Regions from separate parts of the Mus musculus genome. Here region 2 is linked to region 1. A link is a contact called in public Hi-C data. All regions are on one chromosome and are shown on one strand. Each heading gives the region's core, a stretch centred on a gene start, on an enhancer-like site or on the middle of the called end of the contact. The rest is flanking DNA. Distances are from core to core; before and after follow the strand shown. Region 1 overlaps Maml3 (mastermind like transcriptional coactivator 3). Region 2 has its middle 17 kb from the start of Gm30074.

Region 1 (5,548 bases), core at 2,687-5,186:
TGCCCCACTTCTCACTCACCTGACCGTGGGCAGGAAGCGCAGCATAGGCCATGGGTGGGTTCATCACTCCTTTCTGCTTAATGAGAAGCATGCGTTTCTGGTCCTCGCTCAGGTGCGCCCTGGGAGCCTGCAGCTGCGGGGGAGGCGGTGGCTGCTGCTGGGGCGGCTGCGGCTGGGGCTGCTGCGACTGCTGAGGCTGCTGGATGTAGGGCATCAAGGGGGTTTTGTTGGGGTTGGCCATAGGGGGCGTCATTCTCGGACTCAAGTCCGCATTAAAATGGGTCAGAGGCTTAGTGTTGCCATAGGTGAGAATATTGTGCTGTTTGTTTAAGGAGTTTGTACCCAAGTTATTTGGCTGCTGACTGATCATATTCATGTGATTGGAAGGGAGGTAGTTGTTCATGGTCGTCTTCTGCAGGCTGTTTGCCATTGCAGGCACTATAGTGTTTTGGTTGTTAAAGGCTTGGGGGTACATCATTGGGCTATTTGGTTTTTCTGAAGCAAAAGCTGTTCCATATGGACTTGACGGAGGCCCTAAGGGAGACCAACTTGAAGTCTGATTTGAGTGCTGCTGTTGTTGTTGTTGTTGCTGCTGCTGCTGCTGCTGTTGCTGCTGCTGCTGTTGCTTCTGCTGCATGAGTTTTGCCCTCTGTTGTTGCTGGGCAGCCATCTGTTTGAGCTGCTCTGCTGGGGACATGTCAGAGCTGGGCCCTGCCACAGAGCCTGACCCTGAACCAGATACTGCCACAGAGACTGGATTAAGGAGATAGCCATTGCCAGGCCTAGGTGGGGCTTGACCTGGGGTGTGGGCTTGGGTTGGAGTCTGGGGGGACTGGACAGCACAGTTAGCTGGCGAGCTGGCAGGGTTTTGAGCCCCGGGAGTGTTGGCCACGGATGGCAAGTTAGTGCCTGTGGAGACAGTGGAAAAGGGAGGACCAGAAGATGAGGGTCTGGCCTGAGGCGATCCCAGAGAGACGTGTGCAAAAGGAGAGTGAGAGGCATCGCTCTTCACACTCACGCTCTCCTGGGAGAGTGGCGTCTCCATGGTTGTCTGTGAGAACTCCTGCTCCTTCTTCTCTTCAAAGTCTTCATTGAACAGGTCCTGGATGTCGTCTTCCGGAACCGTGTTGGCCAGTTCGTCTATTAGTTCTTGCCACTCTTGGTCATTCAGGTTAATGTCAGAGAACAGCTTGTTCTGATTAGAAAGGGACGTCTCCGATGTGTCTATGCAGGCAGGGTCGTCAAGAGGCTCCTGTTTGAGGTCCTTGTTCTGTAAGATAGCAAAGCTATCCTCCAGATCCCCACAGCCATTGACAGGGAGCCTGCCGTTCTTACTCAGATCTTCCAGAAGCCCAGGGGTGTGAGCAGCGCTGTTCTGCAAGGGCAAAGAAGGCTTGAGGTCAAGTTGGTGAAGGGGAGATGCTGACGTCAGGGGCATGTTGTTGGGCAAATTGTTGATGGCTTCCAGCCCCGTGCCAAGATCCTTTCGGATGCGCTTGCTTGTGGGAGAGAAGCTCCCGTCGCAAGCGCCATTCTGCTGGTCCCCATTTAGTGGCGATCGGGCCCCTTCCAACTTCCTCTTCACAGTCTCTTGCAGCTGGAAAAGAAATGGGAGAGAAGATAATTTAATCGCACACTGAACGTTGTACCGTTGTGTGTTTCCATGTTTGTGTTGATACATGTGCACCTGTGTGCACGTGTATATGGAGGACAACCGTGGGCACTATCCACCTTGCTTTGAGACAGGGTGTCTCACTGGCCTGGAGGACACCCAGGAGGTGAAGCTGGCCACTGAGAACCGAGGGACCCATTTAACTCTGTAGTGCTGGGGTTACAAGTGGGTATGTGCCTGGATATTTTGTTGTCCTCTGTAGATTTTTGGAATAGAACTCAGACACTACTGACTGAATAATCTCCTTAGTCCATGAACTACATTTTAAACGCTTTAGAACACACAAAAAAGAAAGGGTGCTTCTAGTTTCAAAATCAGGCATCACCATGGTTAGAATTCTGTGAGGAAAGCCTACATCTAAAAGCAGTGTTCAGAGAGCCCAGAGACGTGCAGGATCAAGGTCACAGCCAGGGTCACCCAGGAGTATTTTTTCCAAATGAGAGACATCGCACTTGAAAAAGATATCTATCCTCAGTTCTCACCACACCATAATTGAAATCATCAAGGGATTAAATTGACAATATTTTGAAGAACACTAAAGATGTCTTTTAAAAAAAAAGGTCATTTTATTGTAATAACTTACAAATTGGGAAAGGAAAGGAAAGGAAAGGGAAGGAAAGGAAAAGGAAAGGAAAGGAAAGGAAAGGAAAGGAAAGGAAAGGAAAGGAAAGGAAGAGACCATGCAGAGAGATTACCATGGCCTTTTCCAAGACTCAAGGTCTATAGCGCTCAGTGAACTATGCAGAGTAGCCATCCTGAAGCTGTGCCACTTGGCTTTGGGTTTTTGCTCTCACCGAGTGACACTGCTGTACGCTTCACGGCAGGAAACAGAGAAGTTAGAAGTGTCAAAACCAGGAAGCAGGTAGTGTTGCATCCTTTCAGGACTCATGGCTTAGCTCGATTTACATCCCTTCTCATCAACAAACAATAGCGGTTCCGTTCTTTCCTCATTTATGCCATACCCACATAGACTTTTGTTTACAGATATACATGTGCACATTACAGACTAGATTCCCGTGTGAAGAAAAACATGCAATTCTTTTCTGAGAGTGGGTAACCGCCCTTAATATGATACTTTCTAAATCCATTTCTTTCTGCTAATTCTGTGGTTTCCCTTTTCTTTAGAGCTGAATACTGTTCCATTTTACGGATGCAGCAGGCTCTCACTATCCCTGTATCTGTTGATGGCTGACTGGGTTGGTTCCATTTTCTTGCCATAGTGATCAGAGCAGTGAAACTGTCCTATGAATGTGGATCGAACACATGCCTGAAATACTGATAATAAAGATTAATGTTGAACATGGCGTAAAACGTCCGCGTGTGTCTTGGTTTACGTTATTTTTGGCTCCATCTGCTGCTTGGTGTGTTTCCACCATCTCCCATGATGCCACAGTTGGTTTTCTCTTTTTCACTGTTGTAAATGGTGGGATTCTCCCCTGGTTTCCCCTTAACTTTCCCCAATTTCTGCTCATTTATGCAATTTCCTCTACTACAAGGGCCGCAGCCATCTTCCCGAGGTTGATGGTCACAAACTGTGTAGCCAGCAATATATCTGCTTAGCCCCACCAACTCCAGCTTACTTAGATAGTTCAGGAACATCTAAATCTTAATTCCATCCTCACCTGTTCCCCATCTCAGTATCTGCCCAGCTATCCAGGTCAGAAGTGTGAGCATCGTACAGAGAGATACGCTCATCTCGTGCTCACTCACACCGTCACTGACCCTGACCGGGGTCTTCTCTGGGTGACCCACCCACTCTTCCTTCCCTCATCTGTTCTTCTACCCATAGTTTAACTCTCATATCTATCCAGTAGGCTGCCACCTTCTTCAAAAGACACATTGCTGTGTGTTTGCTGTTTATAAGCCCAAGCAATCAGTCTACAATCTCAACTGCCATCTTTGGGTCTTCCTGTCATGTCCTTCCACATCCTTCCCACGCTCATCCAGAGTGTGTCTTCCATCAATTCTCCTTAAAGTCATTCATTCATGTATATATGTATGTACACACACACACACACACACACACACACACACACAGAGAGAGAGAGAGAGAGAGAGAGAGAGAGAGAGAGAGAGAGAGAGAGAATGAGAATATGAAGTTGGGAACAATCCCATGAGGCCTTGCTCATGCTAGGCCAGCACTGCCCACCAGGCTGCAACCCACACTTCCTCTACCTCTTTAAGTTCTCTGTGTCAGGCTTCCTTCTGCCTCTAGGCAAAGTATTTTTCTTTGCTTGGAAAAAAAACCAAACCCTCCTCTCCTTCCCTAGTTAATACTTCCTCTTTCCGCCCCCTTCCCTGGTTAACACGCCCTCTCTCCCTCCCTTTCCTGGTCAATGGTTGCTCACAGTACATATCAGATTTCAGACTCCTCATACTGTAGGAAGCTGGGTACCCCTCCCTTCCCCACCCCAGCCCACCCACACTCAATTGGATTATTTAGAATAAGGTTTTTCAAGCTGTCTATATACCCACATTGTAGACATTGTCAGACTTTGTGCTGAGAACTTAGGGACTGTGGCTGCCTTGTTTCCTGGGTGTCTGCAGTGGTCAGGATCTTAGCAACAGTTAATAAGAAGCTGCAAAAGGAGTCTAATTCAGAAATGCTACAAGTGAGTTTGAAAGAAATCAGGTTGGTGGCCAGAAGGAATTTCCTAACGAGAGTCTTCATTCCTGCTAACTCATGGGACGTTCTCTTGCACCAAGGAGTGTTTTACGGACTCAAGTTCTTGCTAACTCTATGAGTTTATTCCTTTTATACCCAGTTCATCTCTTTGACACTGTTCTTCTAGACAGGTGGCTGTGGTCCATGGGTTTCCACAGAGGAGGAGCTGGGGAGATGCATGCCAAATGGACCAAGGCTTTGCCTTGGTTAGGCTCCCACTCAGCTGCAGGAGAACAGGAGACAGTAGAGGGCCTAAGTGGTACAGGGTGGAGTCTGGAAAAGTTCTTCCATCTGGGTACCTCATGCCCTTGACAGAGATGACCTTAGGGGTGAGATGTGTTGGACTCCCTCTGAACTGCACTTGGTAGAGTTGGCAAGGCTCTAGAGGAGCCCCTCGGATTGTAACACGGAGCTAAAGGTGATGTGAGTGTTAAGGAATATGTGCTCTCTTGGAAGCAGAGAATTAGGTTGATTTTTGTTTTTTGTTTTGTTTTGTTTTGACACAGGGTTTCTCTATATAGCGCTGACTATCCTGGAACTCACTCTGTAGACCAGGCTAGCCTCAAACTCAGAAATCTGCCTGCCTCTGCCTCCCAAGTGCTGGGATTAAAGGCGTGCGCCACCACTGTCCGGCTGAGAATTAGGTTCTTAAAAGTATAAACAGAGTCGAAGGTTTCCTTTAGCCAAACTCCTATCTAATCATTTCCTTAAACCTTCCAGTTTCAATTACATACTAGCGCCAGTCTTGTCCACCCAGTCGAAGCTCTTGAACAGCTGAGAGCAGGGATCTAACTGGGACACACCTAGTCATGGTTTGAATATGCTTGGCCCAGGGAGTGGCACTATTTGGAGGTGTGGCCTTGTTGGAGTAGGTGTGTCACTGTTCACATGGGCTTTAAGACCTTCACCCTGGATGCCTGGAAGCCAGTGTTCTGCTAGCAGCCTCCAGATGAAGATGTAGAACTCTAAGCTCCTCCTGCACCACGCCTGCCTGGATGCTGTCATGTCGCCCCCCCCCGCCCCCCGCCTTGATGATAATGGACTCAACCTCTGAACATGTAAGCCAGCCCCAATGAAATGTTGTCCTTATAAGAGTTTCCTTGGTCGCGGTGTCTGTTTACAGCAGTAAAACCCCAAGACACACCAGAACTCACTTCAAAGGAGAAAAACAAAAATAAAAACCAACCACATCAACCCATCACGTTAGGGGG
Region 2 (5,263 bases), core at 2,471-4,970, 340 kb after region 1:
CTTAGGTTCTCGGCTCCATAGCACTGCTTGGGCATTCTCACGACACGGTACCTAGTTTTCTCCAGAGTTGAGTGACTCTTGAAAGCGAGATAGCAGATACACTGTCTCCTATGTGCTGGCCTTAGGGATCATACTGTCATTGTGCAATGTCCACTTCTTTGCACCGGTCACTCTTCCTTAACGTGGGAAGGAAATACACAAGGGTGTGTGTACTGAGAGGCAAGTTTTAGCTCATCTCAAAGACAAGCTACTATATCTACCTCTTGGCTCTGCCACCAACTGTGGCAACTGACTGCAGGAATGGTCTGCCTAATGCCTGAACCTCCCGCAAGAGTTCTACAAACCAGATGCAGGTGGAAACACTTGAGTAGCCTTTTAGAGAAAGGTCAAGGGCTTCTGGGTCCTTAAACCGACTTGGGCAGGTCGGAGCATGACAGATGTATTTCTCTCTCAGTATACCCTAACAAGGACAAGGCATGGTGCCTCCTTCACTGCTATTCAATCTCTGCTTGGGTAGCAGTGTCTAGATGGGGATAAGCAGTCACCAATCGCCAGGCACAGACCAGCGCTTAGAATACAGTTTTAAATCCAGTCCCACTCCTACAAAGCTCTTTTCTACTAGAGTATGGCTCTAGTCATCTGGTGGCCAGCAAGAGTTAAGAAGCCTCCTTAAGTGTTTGGGGTGACAGGGTGTCGTGGTACACGCCTTTAATCCCAGTACTCCGGAGGCAGAGGCAGGAGGATATCTGAGTTGGAGGCCAGCCTGGTCTACAAAGTGAGTTCCAGGACAGTCAGGGCTACACAGAAAAACCCCGTCTTGGAAAACAAAAAACAAAAAAACAAGAACAAACAAACAAACAAAAGTGTTTGGGGTGATAGCTGGGAATCCTGTGGGGGAAATGTGGCCTCGCAGGACTACTGTTCTCTTCCTGGAAGGGAAATGACCTTTCTGACTCAAATGAGAGAAGCTGCTGTCAGCAATTGCTCGATTCACCTCCGGTATGTCCGTGGATATCTCAGCGAACTTCCATTGTTGTCTGTAAGGTAGTCCAATTCTAACCATGAAGTTTAACCAGCTACTAAATGGGGGAGCCAGGACTTCAACTTGGCAAGCCTGACTCCAAAGCTAATGGTATACACTCCTGTCTCAGAGAGTCGCAACAGAGACTGGGTATAAATCACAAGAGGATAAATTCCAAATAGAGGAAGGAGGTCTCTCACAGCTTTGGCAAAGCCAAAGATGGGAGCTCAGACATCTTGATGGCCATTTACTTGCACATCCAGTTGTGCCCCTTTCCCTTCTAACTTGGTGCTAGCGATGCCAGGTCTGTCCTAAGGATTGTAGACAGTTGTTTGTGCTGTCTGCAACCCCCACGCCCCCAAGTGAAGCACTATCTTAAAATAAATAATCAAGACTCAGAAGGCTAAGTATCACAGCCTGTGACTGATAGGCTGGTGAGGTGAAGGGTTGGGGAGCAGGGTGGGGAGTCGGGGGACGGTATTAATAAATTCAAGGTCACAAAGCTCCCACCTGCCTATACACCTTCACACCAGGTTCTCCTGCAGAGGCTGGAGGCTAGGTAAGACATCTAGACTCCAGGTGCCAGCACAGGCCAGCGACGAAGAGGGGACAAGGTCCTCAGTGACTCCTCCTGGGGGTGGACACGCGTGGATGCCGGGGACAGATGTCTACTTGGGAGCCTCCTGCTGCTCAGAGGCAGGTCTCCAAGCCCCGTGGGAGGCTGGGGTCAGAGGTGTGTGGGACTCCCACACTAGGGTCGCGGTTCTCCTATGGCGGGAGCCAAGGATGCAGCAGCTCTTCCCGGGGACAGAGACCAGAGGGAGGGCGCCCTGCCCAGGGCCGCCGAGGCCCTAGAGGCTTTGTGTGTTTGGAGCCAGAGCCCCCACTTCCCTTCCCCGCCTCCTTCCCGCTCTCTTTCTCCGGGACCTAAGTCCCAGTGGAGGTTCCAGCAATTAGCACGCAAGGAGGGGGGCGGCCGGGGGCGGGGGGGGGGGCGGCGGCTGCGGGAGGCGACAACCCCGTCCTTGCCACCGGCCGCGCTTCCGCCAGCACTGCCTTCGTGCGCCACCTACCGGCCATCTAGGAACACTGCAGCGTCTGCCTGAACTGTTCCTAGGCAGATCTTGATCTCCGTGGACAATAGACAATGGGATTTTTTTTTTTTTCCTGAACAATGATTTATTTTAGGGGGTGGGGACAAGGAGAAAGGAGGGAGGAAAGGAGGGAGGGAGGAAGGAGCACTGTGTTTGTCATCGCTTTAGAAAAGAAAAAAAATCTCTGTTCTGTCATTGTTTCTGCATATCCATTATATGGAGGACAAAAGAATCCGGTCCTGGAACAACAAAGCCAAGGGAAATGTTTTCCGTGGCTGACATTTAATTGTGAGCACACGGTGCTGCATTATCATGGGGAGAGACTGGAGTAGGGGCATAGGCTGGCTTCAAAAGCCTGGGTTCTTTGCTTTAGCGTGTCCCATTTTGTATGGCCTCAGAGAGCCTCACTCAGATTGTGTGTTACACACAATTCCATAATTCTATAGTTTTTCAACCCACCGCAGGGATTCCTTGTGGATCATTTCATAGCTCCTCCAGAGTCTGCTCTTTTGCAGCTTGCAGAAACAGTCAGCTTTTCTTCACAGCCTTCATATGGATCCTTAATAAAATAATCTAATCCAACACACACACACACACACCGCTATCCTACCAGAGCTGTTGGAGACATTGGAGAACTTAGTCCCAGCCTGTCATTTGACAGATGAGAGAGGTGAAATGCTTATCCAAAGCCACACAACTAATTAGAGATAAAGGCAGGACAAGATCTGCTTTGCCCATCCTGGTCTTTGTGACCTGCCTCTTGCCGTTTTGATGCCCAGCAACCTCTGGCCTGACCAGTTCACAGCCATGGTCTCTTCCTTTCTGGCAGCCATTGAGCTTCCTTGCAGGAAGATGGGTGAAAACTGAGGGGGTGGGACGGACAGGCTTCCTAGCTCAGTGGCAATTCCTTCATTTATTTCTCCTTTATACAATGAAGGGGGCAGTATCTTTATTGGTTATTTTTTGTTATGATAATATGCAAAACTGACTGTAGCTCTCCATAACTCTCCAGAAACCATTTCTCTTGTGATACAGGGTTTGAACTCCTGTGATATAAGAACAAGGAATGTCTTCCATCTTTGGGACTATGTTTGGCAGTCTTCTGATAAAGGGGGCAAGTGGCTCCCCCCCAAAAAAACTTCAGTAATTCAAATTTCTTTGCAAGACCCTGTGATATTATTATTATTTTTATTATTAATTATAGGGGAGATGCAGACCACTGATCATGTGCTAAGAAATAGACACATTTTTTTCTTGTACCAACTTGCAAGAACATCCCACCACAGCTACAGTTGCCTTTAAAGTCCTCCAGTGTCACACTAAAACAGTTTCAAATAAGCCAGGCACAAAAGCAGCCGGCATGCCTTACACATCGTTCAGCCTGTTTAAAGCAAACAGACCCACCCCACGGTCCACAGACAACTAGTCAACAAGCAGGCGAAATTTCCAAACAAAAGACCAGAACATTCCGGAGCTCTCTTTAAACTGTCTTCTAAGAGCTGGAGAAGGAAACACTGGGTGGGCAGGCCGTGCCCGAACCTTTCGGCTGGGCTTCCGCACTTGTAGAACATTGGTTTATGCAGGGACCATGTGACACGGTAACAGAGAGCTCAGATCTCTAAATCTCGTTTTCCTTTGTGTCATCCTCCCTCCACCCCCTCCTGGATGGTGAGTCACCCGTCTCTGCAAAAAAGATCCACAGTTCAGTGATGTCCTAGGTGACAGCCGCATGCTCTGCCTTGGAGATTCCGCGCACATCGAGTGTGATCGACCGAGATAACAGAGGTTGGAAAAATCTGTGAAAGGGTTGAGCTGTTCCTCAGATGTGGGACATTATTTCCACAGGTTCGACAGTCTGAAGCATGAATATTACTCACTGAAACACTGCCATAAGAATTAGGAAAAGAAATCAGGACCGATTTTTTCAGGTAGGTGTATAAGGGTCCACATCGGGGATGAGGGGAAAGCCAATCACAGAGCTCATCCTAGGGAATGCGTTCCCCTCATGTTGCAGTCTGGTAAATGCTAGAATCTTGGTGACTCATTGCTTCCCCGATGTCCTTATTTGGTAGCATGCAAATAAGGAAAAAAAAAAAAAAAACACGATCGTTTCAGATTTAGATTTCCTCAAATCGTGGTGTGAGCAGCTATTTTTACTTTTGCTTCAATCACCATTCTCAGTAGTAGAAAGTTTATTTAGAGTTGTAAAAAGCTGCTTTTTTTTTTTCATTTGCAGGCTAAATTTAAATATGGAATTCAGCAACCGAAGAACTCTCTTGGTCAGATCCAGCAGTCATGACCAGGAAGTCCAGTTCTGCTGGTATCCGGCTGTCTTCCCTAGGCAGTTCTGATTCCTGGTACTTTACAAGTGCGAGCTTGGAGTCTGTCTCCATAGCGCCTCCACCTGGTGTGCTTTACCTTGCCCACAGATGCACTAGACCCAATTCTTTCACTTCTGTGTGGACTACCTGCAGGTCCAGGGACATGATACTTATTTTGCTGAAAGCAAAGACTAACTGAGGTAGCTCTCTACATCACATCCTGCATCTCCACATCCTTGGCTGATGCCAGATAAGGACGGTACCTACCCTTAGTGTCCCCAGTAGTTGTCACATCCATCCAGGACCAATACTCATGCTTCCACATAGCTCAGAGCTGGTGTTTTCCTACTTCCCAATGGCAACTGTGTGGCTGACACCTGCACAGTGGGCTCACTTGGCACCTTGGGTTGGGATACCTTCCTGTGAATTGGCTTTCAGAAGCTCGTGTGGATGACAACTCTTCAGGGACAATCAGTCTAGACTGTATTTTTCAGCCCCACCGTATTCTAATCTTGTCTCTTCCTGTTTGATAAAGCCAACTGTGGCTCCTGGGGCAGAGACTGGAGGTGCTAACTTCCTGTCTGCGACAGGCCAATGAGCCCCAGCTGTTTCTCCTTAGACCATCTTGACTGCCCCCTCGGATTCCCGACTTTGTAGTGGAGCAGATGACTCACCATGACGTCAGACCCCACTGAAAGGTGGACGGGAGGTCTGCTTCTAACCCCGCCCCGAAAGCAATCGCCAGAGTCAGGCAATCAAGCAGTTGCGGGCAGCTGCGGCACCTTAGGCAACTGGGTGTGTCCTCTGCCTAAAATCACCCACCCTGT

What was found. Hi-C and Micro-C count contacts between places; a contact is called where the count stands out from the background.
Region 2: a Hi-C map of bone marrow-derived macrophages shows a contact between it and region 1, with 33 read pairs. The contact joins two enhancer-like sites. A contact is called at or near these places in 2 of 15 datasets of contacts at CTCF or cohesin (the NIH/3T3 cell line and large pre-B cells), 15 of 484 Hi-C or Micro-C datasets (the Ba/F3 cell line, adipose-derived mesenchymal stem cells, bone marrow-derived macrophages and 9 more), 27 of 115 datasets of contacts at active chromatin or transcription factors (the 230-238 cell line, the SCID.adh cell line, T-cell acute lymphoblastic leukemia and 22 more) and 1 of 9 other capture datasets (embryonic stem cells).

What each region holds. Positions count from the first base shown.
Region 1 is chr3:51,855,480-51,861,027 of GRCm38.p6, forward strand. It overlaps Maml3 (mastermind like transcriptional coactivator 3), which reads right to left. Exons shown (of 5, transcript NM_001004176.2): 2 at 20-1,597. Among named protein-coding and RNA genes, the nearest start is that of Gm46803, 150 kb to the left of the region's middle. Within about 2 kb of position 3,937, at least 25 of the 459 cell types and tissues checked have an H3K27ac peak or open chromatin away from gene starts, as enhancers often do. A contact at or near this core is called in the Ba/F3 cell line, T-cell acute lymphoblastic leukemia, bone marrow-derived macrophages and 1 more, where this site is marked.
Region 2 is chr3:52,194,436-52,199,698 of GRCm38.p6, forward strand. No RefSeq gene overlaps it. Among named protein-coding and RNA genes, the nearest start is that of Gm30074, 17 kb to the left of the region's middle. Within about 2 kb of position 3,721, at least 216 of the 459 cell types and tissues checked have an H3K27ac peak or open chromatin away from gene starts, as enhancers often do. A contact at or near this core is called in the Ba/F3 cell line, T-cell acute lymphoblastic leukemia, bone marrow-derived macrophages and 1 more, where this site is marked.